Linked DNA regions of Mus musculus: all the other regions are linked to region 1. Evidence: chromatin contacts called from public promoter capture Hi-C data. All regions are on one chromosome and are shown on one strand. Each heading gives the region's core, a stretch centred on a gene start, on an enhancer-like site or on the middle of the called end of the contact. The rest is flanking DNA. Distances are from core to core; before and after follow the strand shown. Region 1 holds the start of Atp5c1 (ATP synthase, H+ transporting, mitochondrial F1 complex, gamma polypeptide 1). Region 2 holds the start of Cdc123 (cell division cycle 123). Region 3 holds the start of Upf2 (UPF2 regulator of nonsense transcripts homolog (yeast)). Region 4 holds the start of Usp6nl (USP6 N-terminal like).

Evidence for each region. Promoter capture Hi-C pulls out the DNA fragments that hold promoters and counts their contacts.
Region 2: a contact with region 1 is called in a promoter capture Hi-C map of pre-B cells. The contact joins the promoter of Cdc123 here to the promoter of Atp5c1 in region 1. A contact is called at or near these places in 2 of 39 promoter capture datasets (cranial neural crest and pre-B cells) and 1 of 484 Hi-C or Micro-C datasets (CD4 T cells).
Region 3: a contact with region 1 is called in a promoter capture Hi-C map of pre-B cells. The contact joins the promoter of Upf2 here to the promoter of Atp5c1 in region 1. A contact is called at or near these places in 3 of 39 promoter capture datasets (cranial neural crest, pre-B cells and second pharyngeal arch cranial neural crest) and 1 of 484 Hi-C or Micro-C datasets (embryonic stem cells).
Region 4: a promoter capture Hi-C map of cranial neural crest shows a contact between it and region 1. The contact joins the promoter of Usp6nl here to the promoter of Atp5c1 in region 1. A contact is called at or near these places in 4 of 39 promoter capture datasets (cranial neural crest, frontonasal cranial neural crest, maxillary cranial neural crest and 1 more).

Annotation. Positions count from the first base shown.
Region 1 is chr2:10,078,419-10,082,080 of GRCm38.p6, forward strand. Atp5c1 (ATP synthase, H+ transporting, mitochondrial F1 complex, gamma polypeptide 1) reads right to left here and starts at 2,092. Exons shown (of 10, transcript NM_020615.4): 1 at 1,930-2,092. The coding sequence starts at 1,985. Kin (Kin17 DNA and RNA binding protein) reads left to right here and starts at 2,194. Exons shown (of 5, transcript NM_025280.2): 1 at 2,194-2,326. The coding sequence starts at 2,213.
Region 2 is chr2:5,843,234-5,846,895 of GRCm38.p6, forward strand. Cdc123 (cell division cycle 123) reads right to left here and starts at 1,944. Exons shown (of 13, transcript NM_133837.5): 1 at 1,602-1,944. The coding sequence starts at 1,675. It overlaps Nudt5 (nudix (nucleoside diphosphate linked moiety X)-type motif 5), which reads left to right and starts at 1,801. Exons shown (of 10, transcript NM_016918.3): 1 at 1,801-2,152.
Region 3 is chr2:5,949,769-5,953,430 of GRCm38.p6, forward strand. Upf2 (UPF2 regulator of nonsense transcripts homolog (yeast)) reads left to right here and starts at 1,701. Exons shown (of 22, transcript NM_001081132.1): 1 at 1,701-1,785.
Region 4 is chr2:6,321,136-6,324,797 of GRCm38.p6, forward strand. It overlaps Usp6nl (USP6 N-terminal like), which reads left to right and starts at 1,622. Exons shown (of 15, transcript NM_001080548.1): 1 at 1,622-1,819. A230108P19Rik (RIKEN cDNA A230108P19 gene) reads left to right here. Exons shown (of 7, transcript NR_040333.1): 7 at 1-476.

The sequences.
Region 1 (3,662 bases), core at 842-3,341:
GGGAGCTAGAGCCAGACTCAGGATGGCAAGAGTGAACCTCTCGAGCCTTTAGGGCTAATTTACTTTAATGAACTCCACTCTGAGAAGCTACTGCACCATGTCCCGACTCATCCTCTGGAGGCTGGTACAGAAACCTGCCCTACCCACCATGCTGATGGAGAAGCAAGTGGACTGTGAGAAAGTATCAGCATCTTCTTTGATCATACAGTGTTATTTGAAGACTTCAAGTCGGTAGAGGAAGGAGTTAGACTTGATGCCTATGAACGAATCAGCAGTCTGGAAGGAATGCTGGGAGTGTGTGATGCTACATAGTGTAGAGTTAAGGAAAACACCCAACTAGCTAACTAGTGAACACCTAACCAGCTAATACCTAGCTAACTCTCAAGAAAACATTGGAAGCGTATCAAATTCTGACAGTGGCCTCACTACACTTGACAAAAGAATAGTCTTTTCACACATTGTATACACAAACACGGGAGACAGCTGATGTTTGCTGAGGACCACTGGATGCCAACAAAGACCCTTCACATCTTATCACCTAAGAAGTGCCAACTGGTGCAGGGCAGGCACTCCACAAATATCTACTGGCTGAAGGAGACACAACTGAGAATGCAACTGTTATTGACCTCCATATAAGTAACTCAAGCTGACTTCCAAGGTTAATCTAACAACATCTGAACGAACACACACACACACACACACACACACACACACACACATTCTCTGGAACTCCTTTTGCAGACTAGGCTGGCCCAGAACTCAGACACCCACCTGCCTCTGCATCCTGAGTTGCTGAGATCAAAGGTGTGCACCACCAACATTCTTCCAATACATAGTTCATATCTATCGTATTTAATTGCCTCACTACTTTGGAGTCTTAGCATATTGCTACAAATTCTTTGCTTAATGAAAGAACTATTTCAACTAGTTCTTGGCAGTTCTCTAACCTAGGTTACAAAACCCTAGTTCAGTGCTGGAGCGCCTTAATAATCCTCTGTACCATAAAAACAAGGAACCACTAAAACACTGTCCACAGTTAACAATCTCCTTAGCACCAGTTCTTCTAGCAGTCTAGCTTCAAAGTAGTTCATGTTATTATACAACGTCACCCATAAGTCACGTTTTACCTGACCTTCCCTGGGCATTCTAATATACAACTATTTTATTTTGCACAGAGGATTAGTATTTAAAGTCGCCCAACCTTATGGTATCCCTTTATCAAATGGAGGCTAACAAATGTAACTGTATTAAGGCCTCCTCCTCCTACCGAGGGACCTTGGGACAGTTTTATGACCTTGCAGAGATTGTACTTCAACACGAGGGCATGATGACAATGGCAATGTCTTTCTCTTCCTCATCGGCAGATTTTTTTAAACCCCTTTAGCACCAAGGCGACCAGCAGGTTCAGGCGGGGGCTGATTTTGAGTTCCTTCGTTTCTCCAGTACCCAGCAAAGAGTCGGATGGCTACACAGTGAATGCCTTACCAAAGAGCTCAAGCAAGCCATCACACCTTAAAGGGTCACGCTGCTCCCCCGTGCAGTGTTTCACAGGGCTTCAAAGCCAAAAGTTACAACCAAACGTTCCCCGGTCGCCCCTTCACCTTCAGGGCCTTTCTAAAGACTTTGCAAGCTGTGCTCCCGGGTACGGAGCGGAAGTACGGAGTTGATCGAAACCCAGATGGCTCCAAAGCTCAACCCGAATCCCGTCCGGGTCCCGAGGTCCCGGATGGCCGTTCCAGTCTCAGGGGATCAGACCGTGACCTTGTTCTCTTTGACCCCTACCAGGGGTCCGGCACGCAACCTTCCAGCTCTGCAGACATCCCCGCGGCCTGAGCTGGGGCCTTCTTCCGCCAGGAGTGAGCATGCAGCTCCATCCCTCCTGCCTCGCAGCAAGCCCGAGCCCCCGCATCCCTCCCGATGTGGTCCTACCATTGCGGCTGCACGGCGCAGGCCGACAGCCCGACAACGCTCGCCCGCGAGAACATGGTGGAGCCTTGAAGGTCGGGCAGACGGGACTCAGTGCGCGTGCGCGGGAGCTCAGGCGCCCCGGCCCGCTCCGCCTGCGTCCTCGGTCTCGCTAAATCTCGTGAGCGCCGAAGCCGCGAGTTCCCTGGCCCCACCCATTTCCTGCTGTCAATTTCGGTCCCGCCTGTCCCCGCGCTGAGCCAGTTCCGCTTCCGACCGCTTTGTAGTTGTAGCGCTCAGGGTCGCCATGGGCAAGTCGGATTTTCTGAGCCCCAAGGCCATCGCCAATAGAATTAAGTCCAAAGGGCTCCAGAAGCTTCGCTGGTACTGCCAGATGTGCCAAAAGCAATGCCGCGACGAGGTAAGTGACTCAGGCTGGCCGCGACCCCTCCCTCGGCTTGGAGCCCTCTCCGGCGCAGTCTTCCCCAGCTCGGCGCGAAGCCCTCCAGCTCCACGAGAAGTGGTCGCAGACAAGCACTCACTGATCGCTTACAATCGCTAGGCTGAGCACTGAGGTTTTACATTTAGACTTCCCTGGTGGGGTCGGTCGGTCAAGACGAGGAACTCAAGTTGCTCCGCTTAATAGTGACATGGGCTTGGCCACTACTGGTAAAGTAGAGGTAATAGTTGTACCCACCGGCAAGATTGTCGCCGAGTTTTTTCATGGAGAGAAGAACTCTCCATGACATAAATGCTTCATTCCCGACTTGCTACTGCTATCCTATAGTTTCAGTATGTGGGTTCCCAAAGGTACAGGCGTGCAGTCCATCGCACCTAGGAGTGACCGCTAAGTGTTTTTCCATATTTGCTTACATCATATAGTAAATTATATAAATATATGAATATCAGTATACCTTCACCCTTGAAGACTTAATTGTGTAATCAACATAACAAGTAATCGTATTATCTTTTCAATTAATGCCAAAATGCCACCAATATAACAGAACTAATAAAAATTCTTGTACATTATCTGATACATATTTTTGTTTTAGAGACAGTATCTCAGTATGTAACTTTGGCTGGTCTGGACCTCACCAGGCTGGCCAAAAAACGAGATAGACCTGCCTCTGCTTCCCAAGTGCTGGTTGATATCAGAGATATACACCACCCTACTTTATATTAATACTTTCTTGGTAGTCTTGTGGTGGCGATGGGGACCAGAGAGGTTGTTTATTAAGCAGTGCTACAAGTTTTGTTTAATGTCTTATGTATGCCTGGCAAATGCTCTACCACTGAGCCCTCATGCACTGCGTCATATTTCTGTTATCTTATTTTGGTGTATGTGTTTATGCATGTGTGCATGCTGCACCAAACAGATACATCCATACGGAGATCAAAGGGCCACATGTAAATGGTTATTTCCTTCCAGCTTGAGGGTCCTGGGATTGAAGTCATGTTGTCACATCTGGCACCAAGCGCCTTTAGCCACTGAGCCATCTTACTGACCTTATGCCACCTTCTTAGTAAGTCATCACAGACTGAACCCAGTCCCACTGCCACTGACTGGATTGCAAAACTCTGTGCATGTTATTGTTTTTCTAAGACAGGGTTTCTCTGTGTGGCCCTGGCTGTCCTGGAACTTGCTCAGTGAACCAGGCCCAGGCTGGTTTTGAACTCATAGATATCTGTCTCTGCCTTTTTAGTGCTGGGACTAAAGGTGTGCAACGCCATTGTCCAGCTTCAAAACTCTGACTTAC
Region 2 (3,662 bases), core at 694-3,193, 4.2 Mb before region 1:
TGATTTGTCTGGAATGTAGGAGGGCTGTCCTGCACAGAATAAATGCTTTCATGGGGGATAGGTAAGATGGCTTAGCAGTGGGTAAAGGTACCAGCCATCAAATCTGACAGCTTGAGGTTCAATCCCCAGGACTCATGTGGTAGAGGAGAAAACAAACTCCTGCAAGTTATCCTGTAACTTCCATATGCCCAATATGGACACATGGGCACGTGTGTACACATATGTAGTCACAGACTTGTCTAGGGATGCCAGAAAATCCCAGTTATTGGTTGACTTCCTTCTCGTTACCATCCTCATATCCACCTATATGTGGCATACATTTTAAGTGTACTAAAATAATTCACTTTGGGGCTGGTGAGATGGCTCAGTGGGTAAGAGCACCCGACTGCTCTTCCGAAGGTCCAGAGTTCGAATCCCAGCAACCACATGGTGGCTCACAACCATCCGTAACAAGATCTGACTCCCTCTTCTGGTGTGTCTGAAGACAGCTACAGTGTACTTACATATAATAATAAAATAAATAAAATTAAAAAAAAAAAAATTCACTTTAATGAGGCTTTATTAAATCCAAAAGGTAACAGGCAACATTTTTCATGTGTTTACTATGTGCTACAAAAGAGTGGCAACATTTTAAGTATTTTTTTTCTTTTGCAATTCTCATGACAATCCTATTATGTTTCTAAGTTTTCAAATGTGGTTTAGAGAGATTAAGTAATTTGCTGAAGATGCTGATAGAACCAGAATTCAAAGCCAGACAGAGGGTTCTGACTCTACAATCTAATTCTTGGGGGCAGGATTTTGTTTTTTGTGGTTTTGTTTTGTTTTGTTTTTGGATGCACCAATTCACCGTGGGCATTCTGCAAACCTGGACAGATTCCTTGTTCCAGGCCAGAGAACTAGAGAATAGGATCCCACCTTCTCAGCCAGGCGGTGGTGGCTCACGCCTTTAATCCCAGCACTTGGGAGGCAGAGGCAGGTGGATTTCTGAGTTCGAGGCCAGCCTGGTCTACAAAGTGAGTTCCAGGACAGCAAGGGCTACACAGAGAAACCCTGTCTCAAAAATCAAAAAAAAAAAAAAAAAAAAAAAAAAAACCCAAAACCAAAAACCAAACGATCCCACTTTCTCTCCAGATGGGTTGCTTCTTCTCAGAACACTGGATCGTCAGTAGCAATGCAACCTATACACACTACCAAACTGGAGCTTCATCCAGACTTGGAGGTACCGTCTGTATCACTGTTCTCATTGTACAATGATGGAACGCAACTCTCACCAGAGGGGGTTGTCGGTCAGCAGCAGGCAAAGTCTCCAGTTTTGTTTTGTTTATTGCCTTGCGCTTCTGACAATTCCCAAAGTATCTATTTCAATCTACCCTACCGAGGACCCCCACCGCCTCCCTACCTCCCTCGACTCGCTCTTTGATTCCGAACAGGACGCACGGCAAACACTGATCTACTTGTTAATCTTGCTCCGTCAAAGCCAATAGAAAATCCGCAGCTCGACACAGTCGCTCCCACTGAGTAGAAGGCCTGCGGATTTTGTTTAGTTTTCTGAAGGGATGGGATTTACCCAAACCCCCCGGTTTGACTCCGGGATAGGTTACCTCTTGATGGTAAGGCTTCGGAAAAGTGGGTACCACGCGGAGAACTGACAGTGACTAACATGCTCCTTCTTCATTCTCCAGCTGCCGCGTCAATAGCCGCCTTTCCCTCTCCCGCCAGCCCTCTCCCGGAACCCTGCGCAGCACTTCCGGAAGTGCCGACCGAGCCGTCTTAAAGAAAGGACTCTTCCGGTCCGTAAAAGTCCGCTGGCGCTAGACTCTAGAGCCATGGTAGACTGTATGCTTAGCGTGCCCACACAGACGCGCAAGACACACAGAGATCTGAGTCCGCAGAGAAGAGGCACGAAAGCGTAGATTTTTAGGAAGCTTACATCTCCGCTTTCGTCTGTATGCACCTCGACCCGGAAGGTAATCATCTGAAGCTAGCTGAGCTTCTACGGGTGCCTGGAGGAGGACGTGTGCACATCCTCCTTGCACCACGAGAGGCGCCGGTGTCTCTAGCGGTGGCGCCTGATTCTACGGAGACTGCAGCTTCTGCCTGATCCTTTTTCCTTTCCTCCTCAATCCCTTCCACATCCCACAGTTTAGTGTAGGTAAGTGGGCGCGAGCCAACCTCGGTACTAAGTGTCCTTGGAGAGGGGAAGGGAAAAAAGGGCGCGAGCACAACCGATGGTGCCCAGAGTACAGCCCGCCGCGCGCGCGTGTCTCCGCGTCTGCGCCTGAGCGCGAGACGAGAACCCGGGATCCAGGCGGACCAGCCTGGGCTACGAGAGGAACCTGGGAACAGCACAGTAAATGTTGGAACACATCAGTTGAGGCATCTACAAGAAGGATGGCCCCTTCTCATTCCGGAAAGTAGATTTTAGAGACACAGGGAAGAAGTCCCGCATGCACGATTCTGGGGAGGAGGGTGGTATTTTACGATCCTGAAGATGAAAGAAGCGATGTTCGTCTGAGAAATCAAGAAAAAGGGGAAAGTTGTGTCTTTTAAGCTTAAAGTTTAGTCCAATTCCGAAAAAGTTACCAGTGTGGAAAAAGCACATATTTTTATCAATGTCTCTGCAATGATGAAATCGTAAAAGGTTGGAAGAGTTTGTATACGACAACTTGTGATATCATTTTTCTCCCTACTCCTTTTTCCATCTATCATCCTACAAAGTTCAGTTTCTTTTTAAAAAAAAAAAAAAAAAAGGAAAAAAATCACCAGCTGCAAGAGACAGGCCTTTCAAACCCTCTGGTGCTTCCTGTAATGTAGAAGCCTTGGGCATGTTCCAAGCACGTATTTGTCCAGAAGCACCACATTTCTGATACTCACCCTCACAGAAAAATAAATTGCATTTTCCACAGCGCATCTAAGCAGTTTAAATTAGAGAGAGAGGAAAAACCCCAGCCACTGTTGACCTCTTTAGAAAGGTATTTGTTAGAACTGATGAACAGAATCCTCTGTATTTTGAATTAGAATTCGTGCTCGCGCGTGCACACACACACAGGAGAGGTATACATTGTTTGAAATGTTACAGGTAAAGTGGTTGGAAGCATTGCTTAAAGAATACCTTCCAAAATCAAGATCAATGGTTTATAATGTTGCAGTGTATAATGATGTGTTGTGGATAGCAGAGCTTCTTATTTAAGAATGGTGGTATCCAGAATTAATCAATCCTGGGTTTTGTTGCTTGTTTGTTGTTTTGATACATAGTCTCTCTCTACATACTCCTGTCTGGCCTGGAACTCTTTGGTTCTCAATGTGTGGGTCACGACCCTCTCACAGGTCCTATATCAGATGCTCTATAGACCAGATATTCACATGACAATTCATGACACCAAATTACAGTTGCAAAGTTGCAACGAAATGATTTTATAGTTGGGGGAGGGGGTCACCACAACATGAGGAACTGTATTAAAGGATGGACACTTTAAGAAGGTTGAGGACCACTGCTCTGCATAGACCAAGCTGGCCTCAAACTCATAAAGATCCACTTGCCTCAGTCTCTTCAGTGCTAGGATCAAGGTCTGGCTAGTCCTCTGTGATGTGAGGAAAAGCAGCAATAATCCATATCTTCCCTTTTCATTTTCTGGAGAATGGTGCTGCTTCTCAGAGACAGA
Region 3 (3,662 bases), core at 451-2,950, 4.1 Mb before region 1:
GGAAGTGGTCCTCAGTTGTGTGTTATAGAAAAAGCTTCTCGGGCTGTAGAGATGGCTCAGTGGTTAAGAGCACTGACTGCTCTTCCAGAGGTCCTGAGTTCAAATCCCAGCAACCACATGGTGGCTCACAACCATCCGTAATGAGATCTGACACCCTCTTCTGGTGCATCTGAAGACAGCTACAGTGTACTTAGGTATAATAATAAATAAATATTAAAAAATAAAAAAAGCCGGGCGTGGTGGCGCACGCCTTTAATCCCAGTACTCCGGAGGCAGAGGCAGGCGGATTTCTGAGTTTGAGGCCAGCCTGGTCTACAAAGTGAGTTCCAGGATAGCCAGGGCTACACAGAGAAACTCTGTCTCGAAAAACAAAAAACAAAAAGCTTCTCATAATTACTTATCAATGGCATAGAGTGGCAGCATTCACCTCTCCCTCCTTCGGTGCCCTTTACGTGATTGACCTATTGGTTGTTTTGAACAAGAAAAAATTAACCCAGGAGGTGCACAATTTGAAAGAGAATTTACTTGCTAATAATGAAGTGGGCAGGGAGAAAGCAAATGGGCAAAGGCTGAATAAAAAGGGGGCAAAGACATCTCAAGCACTAAGGTTGGTAGCAGATCATTGTACGGGCTTGAACACTGATGAATCCAGACTTGTTTTGCACCTTTGTTCCTTTGGCTATGGGCCAACCAGAGCAGAACCATATGTACATCTAAGCAGACCACAATCTGAACACGAATCGGAGGTCAGAAGCACATTATATCCACTTGGGAAAACAGGTTGAGCAGCTGATAATGCACTTCACAGTCAATTTGGTTCAAGTTCGTAACCCCATCCCTTTAAAAACGGGGCGATTTCATTCCACTGTGAAAGTTATAATACTTACAATAGAGGGCTTTCTATATTTTCCAAATGGGAAAAGCCTTGATTGCTCTCTATTTTAGCTGTTTTTCATGTCCAACACCTTAAACCGGTTCTGGAAATTCCCCCACCAGTCTACTCTACCTCTACCTTCCTCAACAGCCATGTTCTTTAGCTTTTCGATTTTTTAAACCTTCAACCTTTCGGTATTAGTCCAATCAAAGTTTGCCTTCTTGAACCCGTTCCTCACGTTCGCATCAGGCAACCTTCGGAGAACTAAGTTACCAACCTTGACCTCGACAGCGCCCCGTAATTCTACTATCCCACCACTCTTCTATGCCTCCTTAGAGTTCCGCCCCGTCTCATTCTCGCTCCCCCCACCCCCGCCCCCAGCCGTGAATCGCTTGCGCCTGCGCATCTCCAATTCAGGCGCTTTCCCTTTCCTGACGACCAATCCACTTCCCGCCTCCGGTCCTTGGAACACTCCTCCCCTCTGCTGGGGCCCTGATTGGAGGTGCTGGAAGCGGTTGTCCTATTCATTGCCTGTACATAAAAATTTACAGATAGGAGAATTTCAACGAATATCTGAAGGAGAAGCACATCCTCGAGATTAGGTATAGATTGATCACTTCTTAACCCAGACGAGGGATTGAACACATAGCGAGGGACCGGAGACGAAGGTCCATTTGGACTAGGCAGTCGTGCGGGCAGCCTTTTCCTTTTCCCTCTGCGCTCCGCCCCGCCCCCCTAGCAGCCCGGCCGCGTTGGTGAGTGGCGGGCGGGCGGGCCGACGGGCGGAGGGAGGAGGGGAGCGGAGGGAAGGCGGGCCCTCGTCTGCGAGAGCGGCGGGGGGAGGGGAGGGGAGCCCGAGCGCTGGAGTTGGTGCTGGGAAACCCGGGGCTAATGTTGACAACAGGCACTAGGTGAGTTCCGGGGATCCTCCTTCCCCCTCCACTCCGACGATAGGGACGAGCTGGTGCGGAGGGCTACCGGTCCGGACTCCTGCTCCCCGAGGGACCCGAGAGGCGACTCCGCACTCCAGCTCTCCGGGGGCGGCGAGCAGTGGAGGGACGAGCGGATCGGACGTCGTCCTCCTCAGACCCCTCTCCCGGAGGCTCCGGTCAATGTGGGGGGGATGTCTCGGCCCGGCCGAGGCCGGCGTGAGGGGCGATAGAAGAGGTGTCTGCCCCGCATGCCTGGGCCCAGCGTCGGGGCTGGAGGCGGAGGAGCCTGCCGTGGAGGGGGAAGGTGTTCGGGGGCGTGGAAGAGTGCGAGGAGAGGCTTGGGGCGAGCTCGGCGGTCCGGAGGGAAGCGTGGACGAGGGAGCGGGGAAGATGTGGAGTAGGCAGTCGAGCTGGAGAGGCTGCAGTCTGAGGGAGTGTGGGATGAGAAGTTAGGCTTGGGGCTTAGATGTCCCCACGGAATAGGAGTTGTGGACGGGAAGTGTGTCAATGGTGGGACCCTGAGACCCAGCGGGGGTTTGTGGGAGATTTGTGGGTGATGCGTGTGCAGGGGAAGAGGCTTGGAGCGGACCTGCGGATGGGGGGCAACGGGGCTGTTCGGGTTTACTTCCTTTTAATCAGGTAGGATGGTTGACTGTTCGACTCGAACTCAAGGCTTTCATTACTTCCCTTACAAGCAAGTACTGTTGAACTAAAGAGAAGCCTAGCAGAGGCTGCTTACAGGTTTGGGGGTACGCATGGAAGCGAATAGCCTTGCTCTTAGAAAACCTTAAATGTACCGATTGACACATTAGATGAAAATAAGACTGTTACTGACCCTTCTCATTTGTCATAGTTTTTAGGGGTTCATAAAAGTCGTACAGATCGTCAGGAAAGCCACTTTTGAGCTGTGGTGAAATCTCTGAAAAAATTTGAATAAGTCTCGTACATATATAAGGATTTTGTAAAAGAATAAACTCAGAAACCGGAAGATATCTCTGTGCTGTTCTACCTTTAGAACATTTTGAGTTCAAAACACAGACTTGAAAGGTAAACCAGCATTCTCTTACTCTGTAGTGTTTTCAGAGCAGTCTGATTGTGATTTCATACATAGACCATATGGTACTTAGCAAACTTATAGCTGTATTAGGGGACACCTCCGTTCTCTGTCCTCTCTCCAGGACACTGCATTAGAGTCTGTCTTACTAGTAAAACAGTTTTTACTTTCTTTTGGAAGTTTAGAATGTACTTAGAAAGGCAACTAAAATAATACAGACCAAGTGCCGGGAGCGGTATTTTGGGAGCTAGAAAGGTGGTTTTCAATCATACTTTCCTTTTAAGGGCTGTCTGAGTACTTAGCAGAGTAGTTTGTAAAAGTTGATTCTATTTCAATTTCAAGACCACTAATTTTTATATTCACTTCTTTAATATAATATTACATGGGAAATTTGGAGACACTCTAGGTGAATTATTTAGCTGTTATTAAATAAGAATCTAGTGCTTTTATTAGATTTAATTTATTGAATTTAAATTGACAGATTACAAGTGTATTGTCATTGGATTTGTGTTTCTTTTCTCTTCTCTTCTCTTCTCTTCTCTTCTCTTCTCTTCTCTTCTTTCTTTCTTTGTTTTTTGAGACAGGGTTTCTCTGTCTAGCCCTGGCTGTCCTGGAACTCACTCTGTAGACCAGGCTGGCCTCGAACTCAGAAATCCGCCTGCCTCTGCCTCCCAAGTGCCGGGATTAAAGGCATGCGCTACCACTGCCCAGTTTTGTGTTTGTTTGCTAGTGTACTTGGTTTACACAGTCCTGTGAGTGTGAACATAGTGGAAACGAGCCCTGGGTAGCTACGGAAGCACTT
Region 4 (3,662 bases), core at 372-2,871, 3.8 Mb before region 1:
AATATAGTATTACACTAATATAAACTTCACACACACATCTGAAACTTCTCCTTCAGTTTGTGAAGCAAGCTGTGTCCAGCATTGCCCCTCCAACTCATTGATATTTTTGTATTTGTGGTAAAATTTCTGGATGAATTCTCTTGAGCCTCTGTGGGGTTCCCAAGGTATCCGGAGAGACGGTAACTCAAACGTTATACTTTAATTCAGTAAGTGTCTTTTGGAGGACTTCTGCAATCTTCAAAGCACAATGTAAGTACATGCGTATGTGCATGTGTTGTCATCAAAGACTTGGAAGCTGTAGGCATTGTCACAAATGGAGAGCTCTTTGGTGACTTGCTAATTTTGGAATTCTATTCCTTATATTTGAGTGTTGAAAAAATTCCCATGACCATCCAACTTTTGACCTGATTTTCACCAAACCAACTGTGCCATTTGTACATACCAGAATAAACAAATCAATAAACAAAACAAAACCCAAAGTAGTGTTTCCAAACCTGGTTTAAATGGAGACCTGAATGAAGGGATGCGCGCGCGCCTGTCTGTCTGTCTGTCCAAAAGGCCCTGGGTTTCACTGGTTAATCAGCATTTGAGAGTCAGAAGTGGCCTCAGAGGCCATCTAAGACCCAAGGAGTCACAGGTGTTAAAGTCTGCAAGCCCAGGAAGGGCCAGGACTCTGCCTCTCCTCAATTCCTCAAGGAACACAGTTTGCAGTGAGTGTCAGGTTTCACCAGCCTGGGAAAGAGTAAACGCAGTGCACAGTTGCCAGCTATAGTAATTCTAGTTCCTGGAAACAAGGACAGAAGCCTTTTAGCTACTCGCACACCCAAACCTTTGCTGCTTCTAGTGAATAAATCATTTAACCGTCAGCAAATTACAGTGTTGGGAAGTTTACATCATCCCCTTTTTACATCAGTTCTTAATGGAAGACCGTGGGGATTAAAACTCTTGACACAGAAAAAGCTGACCTAAAGAAAGATGGGCCAGGGAATGAACACTGTTTAGGCAGCAAAAGGCTTGCACACAGTAGCCTACTTAAAGTTGTGCTGATCTGAACTCTTGGCATAAATGCCTGGAAATTGACTGTGTGACCTTGTGTCAGTAACAGAGCCACTCTGTTGACAGATTCACTGTGCACACACTACCAAGCATTTGTTTGCGCGGGGAACAACTCCACGAAGCAGGTACAGTTTCCCTCTCACTTCACGGGTGAGGATACCGAGTCCAAGAAAAACCCAAGTGCAGTAGGCAACGTCTGAAGGCTGGCGAGCGGACGGGCCTCATCCGCGAAAGGCGCCGTGCTCTGCCGGCTGCCCTCAGGTGTCAGACACAGCACTGGTCCCAGCCCGTGAGTAGCTCTGGAGCGATCGCTGGGCGCCGCCGGGTCGGCGGACCCCCTCTTCATGCAGAGGGGCTCGGGCCGTCGGCCTCCGCCCGCAGCCCATCGAGCGCGCGCCCGGCGGGAGCGCGGGAACAGCGCACGTGCCGCCGGGAAGGCAGGGGCTGTCCGCCCGCGCCAAGATGGCGGCGGCCGCGGCCGCAACGGCGACTGTTGGCGGCCGGTGAGGCGGGCGGGGCCGGCGGCGCGGAGGCGGGGTCCCGGGAGAGCCGCCCTGGGGAAGGCGGGGGCCGTTTCCATAGCGGCGGCGGCTGGAGGTGTCGCGCCGGGGAACTTCCTGGTTCCCGGGCTCGGCTTTGCCGGGAGCCTCCTGGAAGGGAAACAATGGGGCGGAGGGCACTGCGGTAGCCGCCGCCGCCGCCGCGCCGGACCTCTCGGCCTCCCGCGACTGGCCGCCGCCGCCGCCGCCGGGACCGCTTGGAGGTAACTTCCTTTTCTCTTCAGCCGCTGCTACAGGGGCTGGCGGGGTCTAAAGGCGAGGGGGCCAGGTCGGAACTGGCTCCGGGCAGCCGGTCGCCGCCATTCCCGGCCCCGGGCAGAGGGCACGCTGCGGCGGCGCGGCCTGGCCCGAGCCGGCTCCCGTGGACCCCGCGCGCCGTGTTGCTCGCGCGTGGGGGTGGTGGTCTGCGGTGTGATTGACAGGCGGGCGGGCGCGCGCGCGGGAGCGGCCGGGCGGGGGGCCGAGAGGGCTCGGCGCTGCGTGCAGACCCCCGGGGAGGCGGAACGCTCCGGCCGCCTTCCTCCCCCACCCCGCGTGCAAGTTTCGGTCCCCGGGGAGACGTGTCTCCCTTGCAAGTTTCAGTTGCGTCCTGCGGGAGCGCGAGTGGGCAGGACCCAGGCAAACTTCGTTCGCTGAGACGATTGCCTGGGATGCCGCAAGAACTTTGGAGCAGCCCCGGGGAGGATGGGCGGGCGGGAGGGAGCTGGAAATCCGTGCGCCCCGGCAAAGTTTTGCTGGCTAGTTTGGGGCTCCGGGAGCGCGGCGTTTCTATAGGGGATGAGCACGGTGGCTCGCAGGTGTTTTAATGCAGAGAATGAGAGAAGTCTTACTCCATGGTGGGACGTTCATATATGTTGAGCATCGAGATCTCTGGGCTCTTCTTTAGGCACACTCCGTATAATCGACAGATACTTTTTTTTTTTTTAAAGATTTATTTATTTTATCTATATGCGTACACTGTAGCTGTACGGATGGTTGTGAGCCACCAATGTGGTTGTTGGAATTTGAACTCAGGACCTCCGGAAGAGCAGTCAGTGCTCTTAACCGCCCAGCCATTTCTCCAGCTATCCACAGATATTTTGAATTTTATTTTTAAAATTAGCGTACAAGGTGTTAGCTAACATCACGGCATTTTCGAATAAAGCTGCGTTAGTAGATTCTTCTGTTCACTCATTCCTCCTACCCCAGATGCTTTTTAAGGAGACTAATATGCGTTGTGCCTTATGGAAAGGCTCGGTGAATTGGGGCAGTACTGCGACACGAATGGAAAAAGTTGTAGGGACAGTGTTCAAAGTATTCTTGCTGGAACAGTTTAGTCGTGGATCCTTCCTTCCTTCTTTCCTTCCTTCCTTCCTTCCTTCCTTCCTTCCTTCCTTCCTTCCCTTCTTCCATTCCTATGTAATTAGATCTATGAGACAAGTTGTTTCATAGCTCAGAAAAGTTTCGCGGTACGGTTGATTGAGATGACTCGTGACCAATTCCCTCCCATACTGAATCTCTGGAAGTTTTCTCGGTGGTGGTGGGAACTAGGGCAGAGTTTTAAATTATTTCCCCTTTCTTTAACTCACCTTAATAATCAGTAAACTGGCATTTAAACAATGACTCACTGCTTTTCTCACCAAGACCCCACAATTAACAAAATATTTCCTAGTTTGTCATAATTTTATAGGTGAAATTGTAAGCATGCTGTCTCGTTCACTCCTTAGTTTGTACTCTCTCCAGGCCATTATGCTGTAAATCAAAATGGAAAAGGAAATTATACTAATAACAGTATTAATTAACTTGTGCGGGGGGGGGGGGTCGGGACGACGACGACACAGAGCCCTAATTGCAAGGACAGGTGCCCTCAGTTGAAGAATCAGGGCACTCCCACAAAGGTATTGAAGAAACATCCTTTGTCTGACTTTAGAGTGTGGTCCTGAGCCCTAGTGCTGTTCGCCACTTTTTAAATCAGACTACTGCTCTAGGTTGGGCTTGGTTCTGGTGAGTATAATCCATCAGTACCCTTTTGCCTTAAATATATATATTTTAAAAGATTTTTTTATT